2 separate regions of the Arachis hypogaea genome follow, and region 2 is linked to region 1. A link is a contact called in public Hi-C data. All regions are on one chromosome and are shown on one strand. Each heading gives the region's core, a stretch centred on a gene start, on an enhancer-like site or on the middle of the called end of the contact. The rest is flanking DNA. Distances are from core to core; before and after follow the strand shown.

What was found. A called contact is a pair of places that touch in the nucleus more often than the background predicts.
Region 2: a contact with region 1 is called in a Hi-C map of an unstated tissue, with 3 times the contacts expected there. The contact joins the enhancer-like site here to the promoter of LOC112734059 in region 1. A contact is called at or near these places in 5 of 8 Hi-C or Micro-C datasets (leaf and an unstated tissue).

The regions. Positions count from the first base shown.
Region 1 is chr3:134,756,976-134,763,407 of arahy.Tifrunner.gnm2.J5K5, reverse strand. LOC112734059 (binding partner of ACD11 1) reads left to right here and starts at 4,146. Exons shown (of 5, transcript XM_025783245.3): 1 at 4,146-4,347; 2 at 5,516-5,640; 3 at 6,120-6,195; 4 at 6,308-6,418. The coding sequence starts at 5,528.
Region 2 is chr3:134,794,737-134,801,633 of arahy.Tifrunner.gnm2.J5K5, reverse strand. No RefSeq gene overlaps it. Among protein-coding and RNA genes, the nearest start is that of LOC112736073, 20 kb to the right of the region's middle. Within about 2 kb of position 3,798, at least 3 of the 3 cell types and tissues checked have open chromatin away from gene starts, as enhancers often do.

The DNA.
Region 1 (6,432 bases), core at 2,897-5,396:
ACATTCAATCCAAAGCAGATACATCCCTCTTTACCAAAGGCACGAGAGATGATTTCACTTGCATTCTTGTGTATGTGGATGATATGATTTTATCTGGCAATAACATGAATGAAATCAACCGGATAAAAAAGGTGTTGGAGGATGCATTCAACATCAAGAACATAGGTAAACTTAAGTACTTTTTGATTTTTGAAATCGCACGGAACAAAGAGGGATTTGTCTTGAATCAGCAAAAATATATTACTAATCTCCTCCATGAATTCGAAATGACGTACAAATGCCAAGCCTACGACTACGCTAATGAACTACACAACTCCACTGTCCAAATCTTCATGCACATCATTAACTGACTTGACTCCTTACCACAGGCTTGTTGGGAGGCTGCTGTACCTCACAAATACAAGACCAGACATTTCATTTGCAGTCAACAAGTTGAGCCAGTACTTGGACTGGGTTACAACAGATCATTTCAAAGCAGTCTGCACATCTTAAGATATATAAAGCGTGCACCAGCCTGCGGAATAAAATTTTCTGCCACCTCATTAGATTTGTCGCTCACAGAATATTCAGATTCAGACTGGAAGACATGCCTAGACACAAGGAGATCTATCTCTGGATTTTGTTTCCTTTTGGGTTCATCTCTTGTGTCATGAAAAAGTAGAAAGCAAACTACAGTTGCTAGATCATCAGTGAATGTGGAGTATAGAGCTATGGCTTTGGCAACATGTGAAGGAAGGTGACTGAGCTACATACTTCGAGACTTTCATACCCCACTGAGCAAACCAATCACTCTTTACTGCGACAACCAGTCCGCAATGCATATAGCCGCCAACCCTGTATTTCATGAAAGAACGAAGCATATCGAGATAGATTATCATACGGTGAGAGATAGTATAGTACAAGATAGTTCACTAAAGTTACTACCAATCCCCAGTGGAGAGCAGATAGCAGATGTGCTCACAAAGAGCTTAGCTCCAGGACCATTTGCATCGTTTTATCGCAAACTTAGATTGGTTGATATATGCACTCCAAGTTTGAGAGAGACTGTTAGATGATAAGGCTATGCAGCTCATATAACTAATTAGTTGTATCTTCAAATTAGTAGAATTGTTACGTAAGTTTGTTAGGGTCTGAAGTTTGTTAAAAACTGCTAAATCATAACATTAAATTAATTAGAAAAGTACTAAATTAGTATATTTTAGTTTTTCTAATATCTATAAATATAGAATTAGTCGTTTAAAAGTAAATGAGATTAACCACAATCATAATTTTATATTTAAATCTCTTTTAAGTTCATTTTACACTTTTACTTTTTTCTTATTTTTCGATTCAAATTCTGCATCATTATAGCAGATTTTATCAAAATGCTTCGGAGCTTGTAATGCTAATAAATAGGGATTGTGGAGTTAGGTTGTTATGATATTTGTAAACACGATTATTCAAGTTCATCATTTATTCTATTTAAAAATTATTAATTGCAATGAATTGTATATTCACGGTTGAAACTCAGTAATACATCATAAGATCATCCAAGTTCATAGGATGAAGTCCCTCCATGCAGGCCTTGCCATAAGTTAGAACCAAAATTGATGTTTATTGTAAATAAAAAAAGAAATAAATTTTTTATTTCAATCAAATGGATAATAATAATTTATCATATAATCGGACTATTTTGATAATGAAGTTTCTCCAATAAATTTTTATACATTGTAAAAATAGTTATATTATAATTAATTAGTTAAATTAAATAAAAGATTAAAATTAATCATGATAAATTAATTTATTTTAACTAATAATAATGTAACATATAATAAGAGATAACTTATTTTTTAATATTAAGAGAGTGGGATAGATTTTATCTTTAATATATAAAAATTAGATAGGTAAGGCCGTTCGATCTTTGATCTTAGTTCTGAAGTTATTCTCAGGACCTTTTTTATTGTATAACTGAAGTTTTAAAGTTGAACACAGTGCTTTTAATATTTCAAGTTTAATTGACGCCAAATCTACATATATTTTCGTGACTACAGAAGTACACATCAAATATCAAAACTTATACACAAAAAAAATCCAAAAATTACCAACAAGGGCCTATTTATAAAAAAAAAAGTAAAAAAAGAAAAATAAAAATAGTATTATATTTTAAAATAACTAAAAATAATTTATTGATATGGTATTTTTTTTTTGGACGAGAAAAGTGTGTTGATTCAATCCATTGGCAGTAAAATATTCAGCATGACTAGATTATATTTTTTAGTTTTTTACATGATTTGGTACTTTTTCCATTCACACCAAATTTAAATTAATAAGAGCCATCTTAACTAACTCATGAGCTATTCTATTTTTATTTATCTCAACATGACTAAAAGAGAAAAATCTAAATTCTCCTAATGTTGCTAATGATTTATTGATATGTTATGTGAAATTATGGATAATACACATAAAAGTTAGTCGTCATGAATTTGAACATCCTTATCGTCCATATAACTAAAAGTCTATTTACTCGATCGTATTTGATATTATATTAAGACTACTTATTTAACAATTTTAACTTAATTAAGATTTATAAGTTGTAACTAACTTGATATTTCAATTAAAATTTAGTCTAGATCTTGCAGTAGGCGCTTACTATGGTTAGTGACACCAGAATCATTGTGAAGAAGTAGGGGGTACTTAAAAGGAGACTCTAATACAAAAGTCAGCAAATATTTTAAAAGAGTGGAATTTTTTTTGGAGAAGTAAGGGGTACTTAAAGAAGACTCTAATACAAAAGTCAGCAAATATTTTAAGAGTAGAATTTTCTTTTACTTGAACTCGGATGCCATCTGTACTAAGCCTCCACTGCAAAAGAATGGAATTGATTTAGATGAAAATTATCTTAAGCCAGATTGGACTTCCTATTTATTTGGGCCTTCTTTAGTTCTGACTTTATTTGAAGGCACAGATAATGATGAAATTGATTTCTAAAAGTCTTGGGCCATTGACTTATAGATCCATGTTAGTAGTAGTAGACTAGTAGTACTGAAAATCTTGCTTAAACATATAAAGAGAAAAGTCCAATAAAAAAAAAAAAACATATAAAGAGAAAAGTACAATAACTCTTTGTGCTAGTTTGGATTAGCCCTTTTTTTTAGTTAAAAAAGTAAATTTTTTAATAAAATATTTTTATTCGATTTAAAATCTATTTGAATACATATTTTAAAAAAATATTTTTATTGAAAATTTTAGTTAACAATACTTTATTTAAAAAAAATAAAAATATATTTTTAATACTTAAAAATTAATTTTAAAAAAATTATTTAAATATAAAATAATTTTTGTTTATTAAAAAAGATAAAAAAAATTAAGTACTTTTTTTAAAAGTCAATTCAAACTGACCAAAGACTTTTTGATGCGCAGAGATATTTAAATCTTCGAAAATTTGAAAATACATTTAAAATTTTTGACATTTTTAAAACTTGGATATATCGATCCCTCATGTTCACTTGAGTTTGTGAAAATCAACTAAAAAATTAAATGTGACTTCCGTTGTATTGACCTGATTGATATAGATGCATATATAAAAAAAAATTTAAAATAGAACAAATTAGAGTCAAAAATCGATGTCCAAATTAAAAAAAAAATTAAAGACTTAAATATATTTTTAAATTTTTAAAAATTTAAATATCTACAAACTAAAAAATTAAAGATTAATTTATCCTTTTCTCAAATATAAATGATCTTCTTTGATTAAAATTTAAAATGTAACAACATGAGCAATCTCTATTATTGATGATGACAACAATGATGATGGTGATAATAAATATAATGTAATGTGCGTGCTTGTTTTAAATAGCTATTTTTTTAAAAAAAAATAATTGAAAATATCTTTAAGGAGTAAAATTATTGTACATTTAATATAAAATTAATTTATATTTTGATATAAATATTAAAATCTCCTATTTTATCTTTGAACTTTTTTTACATTATAAAAAAAAAACATTTTTTCATCAAATGATAAAAGTTATATTTTATAGAAAATGATCTTTATTTTAACTAAAATGAAATGTCTAAAATTATTAAAAGAAAACAAATAATATATCAAAATTAATCATGATCATCCAAAAAAAAAAAAGGATATAATTATACGTATATGTAAAATAATTAAACTCTATTGATTAAGAAAATATGAGAATGTTAAAATTGTGGTTGCTACCACATAATAATGGGGATTGGAAATGAGAGAATGACAAGAGCGAACAGTTAATTGGTTGTTACTTGTAGAAACCACACCACCGTCATCACAGTGTCTGGCTTGGCTTCCTCTGCTCAATTCGCTGATCTAAATTCTCAACCCTCCCTGAACTTGTACGCTACTCTCTTATCTTACCTCAATTTTTATTCTCTCTCTCTCTGTCGTTTATTATTAAAAATACTATTTTTTGGATTTTTTTTTTTTATATTTCTGTGATTGGAAGTATGAACTTGGGCAATGAAGGTGCCCAGTTGGGTCAAGAAAGGGAATAATGATGTATAATTCAATCGGTAGAATAGTTCTTAAGAAAGAGGAATGTGGTTGGGAAATTCAAACCTGGAAATCTAATGCTGGAAAATCAATGAGGAATTCTTAGATCACAAGATATTGGGGGTAGTAAAGCTATAGTCAAAGCATAAAATAGTATTGGGGGAAAATTTGAGAAGAATGGTGGTTGAAATTAGGATAGTGGCTGGGTGGCCACAAGAAGTGGTGGTGGTGATGTTGGGTACTGATTAGTGGCTGAGGAATTGACGTGATCAATTTGGTGAGGTTGAGGTGATGGTGGGGTGGATTGACAAAAGTATTTGAGGTTGGGGAGGTGGTGGCCGATCATTGAGGCAAGAAACTACCATTTCATAGCTAGTTGTATGTGTCCTGTATTGCTGTGTAGATGTAGGACAGTGACTTTCAGGATTGTGGCTGAAGAAATCGGTTTTTGGTAATTTCGATGCTATTGAAATGTCAGATTTGTTTGTCGTTAGGATTTTCACATCGCCTAGAGATAAGCCCTGGAAAGCCATTGTAAGAGTTTGGGCATCCTCCATTTCATGAGCTAACTTTTGGGAGTGAACTAAGTACATTATCCTAATATTTTTTTGGTGACTACATTCAATCCTAATATGGTATCAAAACTTATTCTCTATTTGTTCATTAGGATGAGTGTTTTAAGATCACTATAAACAGTATTAGTTTTTTGCTTCTTGTAAGTTGTAACACACTAGTACACTACAATATGATCATATTATATCAATATAGTTCATATTATCTTATGGCCTAGTATATTTAGATTCCTTCAATTAGCAAGATTAAACCATTTCCACCATCCATTTCTCTTATACTTCTGTATTTCTTCAATCTTTACTCTCTTTAATAAGAACAACTTGACTTACAATTCTTGTTTGTTCACCGTAGCTTTTAGGCCTATGTTTTATGATCCTTACCTTTTTGACTTGATTTTACCATTTCTGTTCCTCCGTTGTGTTCATACTAAACAAGTAGCAAAACAGAAACATGTCTAGTGGATATACCGTAGAAGTTACCAGTCTATCGCCAAAAGCCACTGAGAAGGATGTGTACGACTTTTTCGCATTCTCTGGTGCAATTGAGTATGTCGAAATTGTCAGGTAATACTTGATCTTTATCACTTTATCAGGTTTGTAGCATGCTGTATCTTGTATGGACTATGGGTTGATTCTTGATGTTCCCTTCTTTCTATTGTCCATAGTTTTTAAAGTGAAACTTAATTTCTTTCTTTTTGTTGCTTTGCTTCGGGTATATTTCAACTTGATTGCTTTGCTTTTTCTCAATACATGAATCAAATTCAGACATGATTCTTGACACAGTACAATGGTGTTGTTTGATTGATGCACCCGATCCCACCTAGAGTAACAATACTTTGTTGTTATTGTTGTAAAATGCTACAGATCAGACTCCAAAAAATGTTCATTTTGGATACGATTTTCAAATTTCCACTGGTACTGTGTTTTAATTAGTCATGACAGAGATGATTACTATTTCCCCTGTTGCTAATTCTTGCAGATGAGTTGGACCTAGTGTGTTAAAAATATGCTATAAAACTTGCTTATAATATTGTTGAATACAGGTCTGGTGATTATGCTTGCACTGCATATGTGACATTCAAAGATGCTTATTCCCTAGAAACTGCTTGCTTGCTAAGTGTGAGTATTCATCAAACTCATGTTCAGGACCGATGTAATTCTTAAGCTGGTCACTGATAAGTTATATGATTGATGTGTTGTGTATACCTTTCTACATAATTTGATGTGTTAGGGAGCCACGATTTTAGACCAAAGTGTATGCATTACTCGCTGGGGGCAGTATGAAGATGAGTTCGATCATTGGAACCGGCCATCCTATAACCATGACGACGATTCATCAACTGTATGTAGATGTAT
Region 2 (6,897 bases), core at 2,549-5,048, 39 kb before region 1:
TAATTGTATGTATAAAACAATTTTATAAATACAGTATATCAAAATTAAATTTAAAAAAAAGATCAATAACAATTATACAACTAGACAAAATTTTTAGGATTGTCTTCGTATTATTTTTTCTAAAAATTTAAACATAGAAAAAGATGCATAAATAATTATATCTTTAATAAAAAAATTATAAATAAAGAATTAAGGAGGTATATAAATAATAATGGAGGTTGCAATGGTTGATGCAGGTGGTTATTATGGGCATTGTTTCCAAAATTGTAGGGCGACAAATAATGAGTGGTGTATGTGTGTCACTATTGTTTGCGCAACTAAACCAGTGGGGGCACTTCTTACCCTTTTCTTTTCTGCTTCACCACATGCCACCTATCTTCAATTCTATTATTCTTATAAATTATAATACCCTAAGCTGTTATACTGCTATATAGCCACCCCTTCACCCTTATCGTCCACCTCACCTATTAATAACAATAACTTGTACTAACATAAATCATTGTCAATCCATTTTTTCCTATTCAATTAGGTGTCAAAACAACACAAATAATTAGGTATTTTTTAACTAAATTTTAATTGGTTATTATTTTATTCAATTTTTTGTTATAAAATTATCTTTTGAAAGGTTTAGAATTTATCAGAGTTTAAAATTTATGATTTAAAATCTAAGATAAAGAAATAATTCAAAAAATTAGTTAATATTAATTGAAAAATAATTGTTAAAAAGAAAAAGTTCACATATTAAATAAGTGATACCTAAATCTATAGTAATTATTTGTAATTAATATTTATCTAATTATAACTGTTAGATTAAGTTATTATTGGAAATATAAACAATATTATTATCTTAATATTATTAAAAAACAACTATCTATTTTTTTTTTAAATGAATAGATACTTTAATTTGAAATGAAGAAAATAGCAGAATTGATCCGAATTTAGTAACATCAATACTTAGTTGGTGACTACGGTGTGAACATTATAATTATTGGATTACATACATTTAATTTGTGTTAATAATTAAGGCCATAATTATTAGATAGTATTACTTTGGATGAAAAGCCGTGAGGATAGCTGAAAGTGCTTTATTGATTTTGAATTGAGAATTGTGTGTTTGGTCGGGGTTTTAGAAGAGGAGAGGAAGCATTAGATTAGATAGCAACGCGTGTTAGGGATAATAATGTTCTATTTTTATTATATATATATGGGGAAGGGGTAAGTAATGCATAGAACATAGTTGAAGTCTTTTATTTACTTTTTCAACCTTTGGATTGGGTAACCTTTTACTTTTGTCTAAATTTTCCTCCCTTCTAGAACCCATGGTCGGCAATCCCAACAATGGAAGAGCTTCTTGTAATAAACGGATCCCCACTACTAATGAAGAGAAAAATTAAAATGGCTTTAAAAAATAACAATGGTTTGTTCATTGAACTTGCTTTTTGATGCTTTTGTTTCAAAGTTATGAGTGGCACTAGATCATGGATTTGTTACGTATTAATATACTATTCTATCCTTTGACCTTCAAAACCTAAATTGGTTTTTGGTTGAGATTAGAAGAAGACTTTGTGGAATTGGTTATTAGTTTTGCTTTTTAGAGCTCAAAATCCTTATATTTTGAACTGTCTAAAGTTTGAGTATTGATCGTGAGGATAGAATTTTTGAGATTTTACGAATTAAATCAGATTAGTCAAGTTTTTAATAATAAAATATAATTAATTGATGAGTTTTAATTCGTATACTTTGAAAATGAATACCATGTGTTATCTTCTTTGTATAGAAATATATCTTCTCATATTAAACTTCGATATGGCTTTTGTTATGTGTGATTTGTTATATCTACTTAAAAAATGAGACAGACTTAGATAATAAACACAAAATATATAATGAATAGTACAAAATTGTATACCTAATATGAAGGGAGCCACGATGTCAAAAACGTCTTTTTTAAAAAATATTTTTTAAAAATTAAAATTTAACACATATAATCAATTAAATTGTATTATTTTTATTAAAATTAGACTGGACAAATTAGTTTAGCAAAAAAATTAATAAATTAAATTTTTAAACCAGTATAAATTAATATTTTTTATAAAAAATTACTACAATATTCCTATTATAAAACACAACTAAAATATTCCTATTATATATATATATATATATATATAAATTTTGAAAACTTTAAATTCTAACCTGATAACAATAGAGAAGAAAAGGACTAGAATTTAGAATTCTCAAAATTAATATATATAATAAGAGTATTTTAGTCATTTTATATAATAGGGGTATTGTACTCATTTTTTATAAAAAATAATATTAATTTAGACGGATTCAAAATTTGATTCACTATTTTTCGATCAAATTAATTTGTCTGACATAATTTTGACAAAAATAACATAATTTAAATGATTATATGTGTTAAATTTTAATTATTAAAAAATATCTTTAAAAAAAGACGTTTTCTGCGTCTTTATGGGAGCATCTCCTAATATGAAAACTATATTGAATCGGTTGATTCGATCCGGTTAATGGAGAACTAATTTTTAAATTGATCTAGTTTAAAGTAAAATCTATTTAATAACAATGAACTAGTAAAAAAAAAATAATAATAATAAATTAAAGTTAACCAGTCAAACCGATGTAATTTTTTTAATGGAATTAAAATAATAAATAAAATTTTTAAAAAAATTATATACTTTATATATAAATATATTATTTTATTACATCTGATTCAACTTCAGTTAAACATTAATTATTTTTTAACTAAATTGATAACTTTATTAATTGGATGACCAGTTGGATTTTTCGAACCTTAATATGAAGCAAATTAAAGTTCTCTTGAAAAATTCACACAAAATGATTCATTATTCCCTCGTCAATCATTGTGAAAAAGGAGTTTCTTGCATTTTGTTCATTCTCTTTCACGTTTCTTTGTAGTTCTAGTGAGAATACCCTTGTGAAACACAATCTAATTCTAATAATAATATATCACCAGACACGCAGAAATCATATGCATCATAATCCCCATTCACAAATAATTTAATTTTGATAGATTATTTATATATAAAATATAATCCTAAAATAGCAGTTAGTACTAGCAAGTTCAACCATTTCCTCCAAAAGGAAAGTAGTTATAAGGCGCTTTCTATTTCCCAATGAATTGGTGCCACATTATATATATAGTTATAGTTGCATATAATATAAGTATATATGCATCTAATGTGACTAGGCTCTTTGGCCAGAATGATATCACAATTTAGAATCAGATTCGGTTTGTGATCGAGGAATAGAATTGTTTTGTGATTGACAACAAACACATTCATTGCAAGTGCCAAATACCAAATATTTACTAAAGAATATAAACTTTATTTTCATTCGGAGGCATTCATGGCAAAAATTTGATCACAAAAACACACTTTAAAAATTGGCACATATGCCCTTTTCTTTTTCATGCACATATGCCTTTATAATAGGAGGAAGAAAAAAAAATTATATATTCTACATCTGTTGGAAAAGAATACGGTTTGTGCTAAGATTTACCCACTTGAATAGGAATATGCCAATCTATTGTGTCTAGAAAATTTCGAACTTCGAAGGGATAAAGATGTATTAAAAGTCTTCTCGTGTGCTTAGTGAACAGTTTGTTGGTAACGATTGGCAATTTGATTCCAATGGGTTTAAGTAATCTTTCATTTTTATTTTTTTTTTTTGTTACAGTTGTAAAAAGATCATTTGCTTGTTGATGGAAAAAGGTCATATTATACTCCTACACAATTATTATTATTATGATGTAGAATTTTTGTATACCTACATACAAGCATGCGTCTCCATATGTGCCAAAAAATTTAGGTTAGGTACATACAAAAGTCAAGTACAAATAGTTTGCCTTTTGGCCTTTGTTATTCAAGACATGGAGGGTTTATTTATTTATTTATTTTGGTTGATTTTTAACGATGATAGCAGATGAATAGATGATTAACAATTTGCAAAGTCGGCACATCACTGAAAGTCTATAGTTTTTTTATTGGGAAAATACTGGAACTTTGGACATAGGCCCGTTGGTATCCTACGAAGGAAAATATTTTGTCCAGTGGGCCAAATATATTGGTCTCAGAAGCAAAAAATTGTATGTGGAAGACATGGGTTTAACATACACAAGTTCTCAAGTCCAAAAATAAAGAAAAAAAAAAAATAATACACAAGTTCTTGGTTTTAGATTTACACCCAAACCAACAGAAGATAAGCTAGTGCCCTTATTAATTTATTGGATTTAGAGGAGTTGTAAAGTCTATTGGGCTTCTTATGCCCATTACTAGTTCACCAAAAAAAAAAAAACAACCTATTGTTGGAACTAGGGCTGGAAGTGAGTCGAGTTGAGCTGAGCTAGACCAAGCTCAAGCTCGGCTCACGAAAATTAAACTTGGCTTATGGCTCGACTCATTAACAATCGAGCCTATTTCATAAGCTCAAGTTCGGCTTAACGAAAGCTCACGGGCTGGCTCAAATAATAGAAACATAATTTATAATTCTATATCAATAAATTATAACTTATATATATTAAAAAATATTAAAAAGAATAAATTTTATATATTGTCTATCTATCAATTATAAATTTTTTATATATGTCTTATATCAAAATTATATATAAAAAATGACTATAAAATTTTAAATAATTAATAGCATATATATATATATATATATATATATATATATATATATATATATAATCTATATTTTTAATATTATATATAATCGAGCCAGCTCACGAACTAATGAGTTGAGCTTATCCAAACTTAAACTCGACTCATTTAATTTATGAGATCAATTCCAAGTTCAAGTTTGGCTCACCAACTCACGAATTCAGCTTATCGAGCTATTAACGAGTCGAGCTCGAGCTAGCTTGACTCACTTTCAGCCCTAATTGAAACAACGTAGTGGTTAGCTTACTAATTCACTTAATCAAATATCAAGAAATTCAAATATTACATTGTATATGCAACAATCCATGGAAAGAGACCAACCATTAAATAGAAGTTCAATCTACAATGAATTGCTCCTTAGTTTATCGGGTTGGAAATACCGTGACGAAAAAAAAAAAATACAAGAATGACAATTGACTTAGCATAAATATTAGTTACTTAGGTTGCTTAACCGTTTTATCTCATATGAATTGGGTTTTGTAGGTTAAAATGTTCAAACTTTGAACTCAAGCCATACATTATGAAGAACAATTTTCCTGAATTGGCCCTAGCCGTGAACTCAATCCAACTTGTATTTGTCTGGTTAGCCTAATCCAATAAACATCATTGGATTTTTTACATAGTTTTTTAAGAATTCTATAGATTTTTCTTGAAAACAAATTCTACATACTAAAATAAATAAATTCACAAAAGTTGAGAACTTCTAGTAAGGAATTTAGGTAACATTTAATTATACATGAAACTTTACATTCAAACCCATTATCCTTAAGGTACCAAGGGATGCTTGGAAACAAAGACCACAACCATTCAACCAAATCCATATGATGATGCCATAATTCGTATAAGAAAATGACCAACACTTGAAAAATAAATAAATAAAGAACACCTAGAGAAACAACAAATAAACATTACCCACATATGTTGCAAGTGGGATGCATGAACTGTTCATAAATCACGACTTAGATTGTGTGTGTTTTGTGTTGGATTCAGACAAAAATAAACCTACGTTTCACAGTTGTGCAACTTTGAACTTAGCATATAGCTCTGTTTCAGATGTAGGCCATGCATGAATGTTTTTGGTCATTGGGAACATGAATGGCCTCAGGGCTTTGCTGGATGTCCCTCTTGTGTTGTGTTTCATCTTTTTCTATCATTTGCGTTACAAGGAAGCATGCTTGCATGCAAATATATTTAATTTCCATGTGTTAGGGAACAATAGATTTTGTCATTTGTAGTCATTAATTAGCTATTATTAGTATTTTTAATTGTGTGAGATTACATCTAATGGTGTGAGATTATTCACTTTTCTTTTGATGGTTAAGTGTTAGCCAAATTTTAATAAAAGTGTTACCCCTAGACTTTCTATTTAACTACTCAATTATTATTTTATTTGCCTCCGCTAGACTCCTTTCCCTGTGTTGGCTCTTTGATCTGGAATTTTCTTTTCGAAAAAGTTTAGGGGTCAGTATTTTTATTAAAATCTGACCAACACTTAACCATAAAAAAAAAAGTAAGTAATCCTACATCATTGGATGAAATCTCACACCATTAAAAATATTATTGATGACTACAATTCACAAAACTTATTAATCCCTAACACTCCTTTTTTTTTCTTAAGGTATTGGTCCCGCAAGATTCGTAACATAGTTCGCGAGACTATAACGTTATAGTCTCTCCTTTAAAAGCTTTCACTTGGTTTTTTATTGGTCAAAACTCAAAACCCTTCGTAGGTATCTTTTTTTATTGGCGGACTCTTAACAATAGCGTCCATGTAAAAAACTACAAAACTTTGGAAAAACCATCACCATAAAAAACTAATTCATATGGTAGGTAGCGTTTGTTTTGAGGTACTGAGACAGAGATTGAGAGACTGAGACTCAGTATCGTATTTGTTAGTTCAGAGACTGGTACTAAAATTTATGTCTCTGTCTCTAAAATTTCAGTATTTTAGTACCTCCAAAAAGTAGGGACACAGGGGACTGGAATTTGTAGAGATGGAGACTGAAATTTTAATAACATTTTATACCTAAAATACTTTTATTTCAATTAATTAATTTCAATTTTACCCTTTGTGCAAATTAAATTAGAGTTTCATTCTTGTTTCAATTCATGTCTCCCATTTTGCACCAAACAGAATACTGAGATTTATTTCAATCCCTGTCTCTTAGTCTCTGTCTCTCAGTCTCAGTCTTTCCGTCTC